Regions from separate parts of the Triticum aestivum genome. Here region 1 is linked to region 2. Evidence: chromatin contacts called from public Hi-C data. All regions are on one chromosome and are shown on one strand. The core of a region is the stretch at or near the end of the contact, and the rest is flanking DNA. Distances in the headings are between cores, read along the strand shown.

What was found. A called contact is a pair of places that touch in the nucleus more often than the background predicts.
Region 1: a contact with region 2 is called in a Hi-C map of leaf, with 3 times the contacts expected there. The contact joins the promoter of LOC123186010 here to the promoter of LOC123190343 in region 2. A contact is called at or near these places in 4 of 5 Hi-C or Micro-C datasets (leaf and root).

What each region holds. Positions count from the first base shown.
Region 1 is chr2A:698,683,023-698,686,626 of IWGSC CS RefSeq v2.1, reverse strand. LOC123186010 (myb-related protein Zm1) reads right to left here and starts at 1,701. Exons shown (of 3, transcript XM_044597808.1): 1 at 1,440-1,701; 2 at 1,211-1,340; 3 at 1-1,122. The coding sequence starts at 1,578. The coding sequence ends at 288.
Region 2 is chr2A:698,485,052-698,488,459 of IWGSC CS RefSeq v2.1, reverse strand. LOC123190343 (binding partner of ACD11 1) reads right to left here and starts at 1,849. Exons shown (of 5, transcript XM_044602969.1): 1 at 1,644-1,849; 2 at 26-138. The coding sequence starts at 1,649.

The DNA of each region.
Region 1 (3,604 bases), core at 452-2,951, 200 kb before region 2:
TTCTGACTTGTTTGCGTCGCACCACTTTGCTGCTTCGGCGCAACGTGGTCGCATGTGTGGAAAAGTTATTTTAAGCATCTCCTCGAGCTTGTGTGTGCTTCCTAGCCTAACTATATCCCTTTTTTTCGTATAGTCTTCGTGCTGGGTACGTACGTACTCCTGCTGCAGGCGTACAGTTGTACAGTTTGTACATGTATATGTTGTGTACTAGCATCAGTCGTGGCCGTCCGATCGCGGTGCTTGTTTCTATACTAAGAGATCGGACGGTTTATATATACCGAGTGATCTCATAGACCCATGGGGATGTCTGTGAGAACTGCAGAGGCTTCGGGCCCATGGATGGTTGACGTGGCGCTGGCGGGGCCGGCTTGGAAGTAGGACGACACGGGGTCGTCCACGCTGGCGGAGAGCGGGTCCGCGCGACCCGACAGGCCTTGCGGGTCCGGTTGTTGGTACTGGTAGTCGTCGATGGGCCCCCACAGGCCCAGCTCCTTTTCCAAATCTTCCAACCACCACTCCTTTCCGTCCTCGTCGTCGGCCGTTGCGGCGCTCGCCTCTGGTCCCTTGCCGTCGCACGGCGCCGCATTGCTCCACGGGACCTGCGCCGTTTCGGCGCAGGCGCCGGCGCCGCCTTCGCCGTCCATGATGCTCCACAGCTCCGGCACGATGTCGATCTCCGGCAGGTCGAGCAGCGCGCCGTCGTCCACCACGCACGTCGGGGACGCGGACGAGCAGCGCGAGGTCGGCGCCGAAGAGATGGCCGGGCAGTGCGTGTTGGTGACGGTGTCCAGCAGCATGTCGAGGTCGAAGCCGAGGTCCAGCATGGGGATCTCGATCTTCTCCAGCTCCAATTCTAGTTCTAGTTCCTTGCTGGTGTTGCTCTGCTCGCCGGACTCGCCGCTGGAGCAGTTGGTCGTGGTGGTGGTCGTGGTGGTTGTGGAAGAGGATGGAGACGGAGACGGCGCCGGCACGTCGGCGCAGGTGGTTTTCTTCTTGCCCTTGGCCCCGCCCTTCTTCTGCTCCCCGGCGCTGGCCGCCACCCGCTTCTTGAGGTGCGTGTTCCAGACGTTCTTGATCTCGTTGTCGGTCCTCCCCGGCAGGCACGCCGCGATCTTGGACCACCTGGACAGCAATTGTTAGCCCACTGCAGTTGATTACACATGTATGGAGCTTTCTTCAGGGTGCTGCAAAAGGAAAGCGATGAACGCACTTGTTGCCGAGCATGTTGTGCAGCTTGATGAGGGTCTCCTCCTCCTCGACGGTGAAGTTGCCGCGCTTGAGGTCGGGCCGGAGGTAGTTGATCCACCGGAGGCGGCAGCTCTTGCCGCACCGGAGCAAACCTGTCGAACCAAAACACATCACATGCATCAGTCGAGTTCTCCCTTAAGCAAAAATTGGCATGAACTCATGCTACTGTTCGATCGACGGCGAGGCATTACCTGCTTGCTTGGGCAGGGCGCGCCAGTTGGCGTGGCCGAACTTCTGAATGTAGGCGATGAGGCGCATGTCCTCCTCCGGCGTCCAGGAGCCCCTGTTGAGCCCCACCTTGGCGCAGCACGGTGCCCGGCCTTTCCCCATCGGCCCCTCCTTCCCTCCCACCGCTTCAAACAGCTAGCTAGCCCGAATGGTCGCCGGCCGGCCGATGGCCTGTCTCCGCGCTAGCTGTTGCTGTTGCGCTCTCTTGTGCCGGAGGTGTGCGAGATGCAACCGGGACACTGGCCGGGCCGCCGGTATATATACACGCGCGCGGGGTGAAACTTTGGCTGCTGCGCGTCCCGTCCCCTGACCCTGCGACAGCTGACACCCAGCCAGCCACGGCCTGGTCCGTGTGCTCATGTGTCTGCCGCTGCCCCCGTCCCCACCGCTCACCAAACCCGGCCCCGCCTGTCACCACTACACCTGGGCTGCGCTACACTATACACCTGAGCCCGTCCGTCCCGATCGATCCATCCGTCCCCGACGAGAAGGTGGCGGATCGCCTTGCGTGTGTCTGTGATTCTGTCGGGCTAGTTTATTTCCCGGTCGCCTGATTTCCTCGGCCGCGGGCGGGCCTGCCGACGTTGCGCCGCCGCGGTCTTGGTGGGGTTCTCTTCTCTCCTTTCGTGCCTCGTACGATGTCCGGCTGGGACCGGCGGGATCGCGTGGTCGCCCCCACGACCGGACGTGTGCCCCCGCCCCGGCGATCCGCGTCACGGCGACACGGCGGCACCCAGACAGTCCATGGCTCATGATCTGGCAATGGCGAAAACACACACACCCACAAGAAAAAGTAGGTTAACCGGGACAGGGACGGGCCGCGGAACGGAACGGATCTCTCCTCCTTTGCATGATTCGTCCAGATCAGTTTCTTAATGGCGGGGAACAGTTAGCAAATAAAGCGGCTTTGCTTGGAACCAAATTTATCGCCGGGATTGGGGAACAGTACGCGCAGCACTGTTGGGAGGCTCCGATAGGCGAATCAGCGCAGCGTTAGCATGCACCCTACGATTCATTAGACTCGCTGCCTAATTCGTCCCGTTTTTATTTTTCTTCCCCAATTATAACCCGCGGGGGAACTGCAGCTGCAGGACGGTGGCGGATCGCAACCCCGCAACAAACAGTCGAGCTCGCGATCAAAAGCGAATGAATAATCATAATTGGACCGCATGTTTTTGCTGCTCCTTTTTAATAATTCGTTTCAAAGGGAAAAACGTCGTCCCCGATCGAGTACGGGTATGGTATGATTTGATTAAACGGCCTCAGCGCCGAAGTTTTCAATGTCCACAGTTAAGTACGGATATGGGATAATATATATGTGGTGGTAACTAGTAGCCGTTCAAATGGTAAATTTGTTATGTGTTCTCAAAGCATGCATATATAGAACTACTTGTAAAATTGCTGCGATTTGGGGAGTGCTGCTTGAGCTGATCCACGTAATTAAGCACACGTGATGTTTACTGTTGGCTGATTTAGGTTTCTACCAGGCCCAGGAATGGGATGTTTACTGGAGGCTGGAGCTGGAGGCCGGGTTGCATTTGAACTTCACTTTCCTGCATGCATTATCCATCCACCCAAATTTGACCGGAGACGTGGCCGTGTGTCCGGCAAATAACGCTTGTTGCATTGCATCCAGGAAGAAATTGTCACCTCAGGGCTCCGAGCCGCTACCTCAAATCGCAGACAGTTTCGTGATGGAAGCAATTTGGCTGTAGACTAATTGGGGCGCCCAATTTGGCAAGAGAGTGCCTTGACCATCTAACCGCATGCCTTCCATGCACATAGACGACCGGAGTGGGCGCACATGCATGATCGGTGCCGCGTCGCATTTCTTATTTGGTTCCATGAGGGAATCAGGGCAGCAGGAACGCTATCTCTCGCTAATCATTTCGACGCAATATACTACGAGTGCTCCTGTAAAATATCCATATAATAGTAGCCGGCGAGGCTCACATTCTGAATTGGAAATTATCTGCATGCTTCCTTGGTTTAAATAACAAAACAAATCGTGCATGCACTCTGCGCATCTAAAATAGTGTCTGCGAGAACAGGACGGATCATGTTTCGGTTGGAAGCTTTTGATCCTTGCAGCTAGTCCGACAATGGCGGCATTAGACAATTCGGTTTT
Region 2 (3,408 bases), core at 600-3,099:
GCATAATGAAGATCGTATTACTAACCTTTGCATTTCAACATGCACAAGGTCACCAGAAAAGGAAAAGAATTCCTTTACATCTCTTAGTGCTGCTTTTAGCGACAAATTGCTCACCATGACTGTGCTAAGCGTGCTTGTCTTCATCAAAGAAATAAAAGTATAAAAAGGAACAATTAATACTCCATCTCATAGATAGTATGTTGTTCTAGGCTATATGAGAAGAAGCTCAGCAACACACACTTGTACAGTATCTGAAAAACTAATAAGTAATGCAGACTTCTATGCACTGTCACATAAATAACACCGATGGCCTAAATCGATAACTTGTGCCTTATCTTGTTTCTAGTAAGGCATTACACAATATCTAATGGGATTTCCTAATCAACATTACACAACCTCAGTTAAAAAAGAAAGAACTTACCACCTCCACAGCTCCGATCTATGTTAGAAAATGATGAATTTGTTCCCAATGTCTTAGGATTATTTTAAATCCGGTACCCCAAACTAATATTTTTGGACAAGATTGGCCACTAACTGTTCATATCAAATCGCTGGAAACATATGCAGCCACTTTATGCATCAAGCTTAATATTTCAACCTCAGATGTTCATAAAGTGATTTATTCATGCTAAAAACATCATCTCCTTCGAAGGTTTGCATGTTTAAACTGTGCCATCATGCTAGGTTTTATGCACAACAACTATTCAATTTGTATGCAGATCAGTATGTGCCGCTCGTAATGAACATGTATATAGCACTCACAGTCACCGCCAAGACCTTTTTTCCGTGACAGGCATTGTATGACCCCAACGATATTTTACTAGTCAGTGCAGCTAGCATATCAAATAAAATAAAATAGCTAAACTGTAAACTGACGTAATCAGCGCTCTTTTGCTATTATGAAATATAGAGGAGAAAGAAAGCTCAATATTCACCATGCACTGATTGTTACATAACATTCTTGGTGTTCACAATGCAATAAAAAGAAGTAATAAGATCATTTTTTTTGCACCTAATACTTCAGCACAAGCAAGCAGGCATAAACAGATAACATGGGACAGGATATTAACCAAGTATACACGCTGGTTAAACCACTCACTGCAGACATCATAATATCAAACAAAAGTTTGCCAAAAAAAAAAGGGTTACGGAAGGCTGTTCATGGCTCACAAATCACAACACTTGGCCACAGTAACAATAACTAGATAAATCGACGGCGCTGGCACCTAAGTGATTTGAGTACCCTATCAGCATTCTACATGAGTGGGCGGCAGATTCAGCCCGCCGGCCATCCCACATTCAGGCAGGTAGAATGCCGAGCGAAACCGGACGAGATTTCACTAGAATCGATTGGTAAGAAACGGCTGCCTCCGATACACTATCCCACATTACATTCCTAAGGGACACCAATTTCTGGAGCCAAACTCTCTACTTTCCCCATCTTTGGCAGGACAAATTGACAAAAAGAAAATTCTATCCAGGACTGCGTATGCCCAAATCTAGAACCCCCCCAAACCAAAACCCCTGCTTCTAAAGTCTAACACGCAAACCAAGACCAGATCAACAGAGCCAAGAAGCACTCGGGCCGGAAACGGCGCTGCCGCCGACGGCCGACAGAGAGAGGGGGAACCGGGAGAGCTCACCGCCATGGCCGCGATGCGACGCCGAGATCTCCGAACCCTAACCGCTGACTTGAATCGGGAAACGGGAAGAAAAATATGCGAGAAATGGATCCGCCGTGTCCAGCGGGCGGGATTTATAGGAGGGGGGAGAAGGCGGAGACGCGGAGTGGAGTGGAGCAGGCGCCGGTTCCTGCCGTCCAACTCCAGCAATAGACGTGGAGGCGGTGACGTGGCGACGTGTGGGGGCGCGCAGGCTGCTGGGACCCCACCACGCTCCGGCCCTTTTACTTTGGGCCCTGCCTGTTGGAGTGTTGGGTCCAGTCCAGGGGCTCGCAGCCTCAGCGGCCTCGCCACCGGTTGCTCAAACAAATTTAAAAAGCCGACCTCGCCAACGAGAAAGCACAAATATTCCTCAAAAAGGAAAAAAAAACCGACAAAGCACGGGCAAGGTAGGGAGGGGAAGCGAAGCAAGGAACCCAATAAAGCGAAGTTCGTAAAGGAAATCCCGTCAAAAAAACAAAGTTCGTAAAGGAAATACTGAGTTCAATAAACGACACGGATATGGTGTACACGGGTACGCGTACATCTTTTATGGATAGTACATCAAAAAAATAGCACTCTCTCTATTCCCATTCCTCTATGTAGTGCACATAGATTTAGACGCAAATACCAATGTGTGGGCTGGCACAACAATTTGGACGAGAATGCCCTACCTCGGTCTGTCCCAGCACCAAAGTGCCCACCTCATAAGAGCAACTCTAGCAGACCCCACATGTGTCTCCGATCCGCAAAATAACCGTCGAAATACGGGTATGGGCCGAAAAGCCTGCCTGACCAGACCCGGCATTCCGTCTCGACCCGCAAAAAATTTTGAAGGGCGCGGCAAATTCCCGACCCCAACCCGGGAAAACGCGGGTTTCCCCCTCGCGGCTGCGGTGCCCTGCATAACAGAGAAGCAGTTGGCGGGAGGGACATTTCAGCCCCGCGATCTTTTCCCCCCTCCTTCCGCCGCCCGCCCGCCCTTGCTTCCGCCCGCCCGCCGTCGGTGATTCCGGCCATATCTGCGGGCGGAAGCGCGCCGCGGGGCCGCCCACACCCTCCCACGCCGAGCGGCTGCACCGCTCCTCCGGATCCGGCGAGAAGAGCCGCCACCCGTCGCCGCCGCCGCCGGGGATCGACCACCATCGAGCGCACCCCCTCGTCGCCGCCCGTGATCACCCGCCACCGGTTAGTCCCTTCTTTGTGATTTTTGCGAGCTGTGTAGTAGATTGACGCGTAGGTGTGCGTGTAGATGGAGTTGACCCCGTGCGAGAAGTTCTTGCTATCCGATTCGTCCGATTCGAACGACTCGGATGTGGAGACCATGCTTGCGACCTTTCGGCGGCAAACATTAGTCATGGCACTTGCTGTGAAGGAGCATGAAGACGAGCATCGGAAGAGGAGACGAGGATCTACTCTCGGGCGTCTGTGCATTCCTTGGAATCGCCATCTTGGGAATGAGATGTTGATGCAAGACTATTTCGCGGAGAATCCTACATATCCTCCACACCTCTTCCGGAGAAGGTACCGAATGCGCCGATCCCTCTTTGTGAAACTTGTTCAAGCTTGCGAGGCAAATTGTCGGTATTTTACTCAAAGAAGGAATGTCTCGGGCTTAAAGGGATTTAGCGCATATCAAAAAATCTCCGCAGCTATGCGGGTGATTGCATATGGCGTTCCGGTTGACTATGCCAATGAGTATCTTCGCATTGGTGAAGATAGCACAATTAAGTCTGTGCGTAGATTT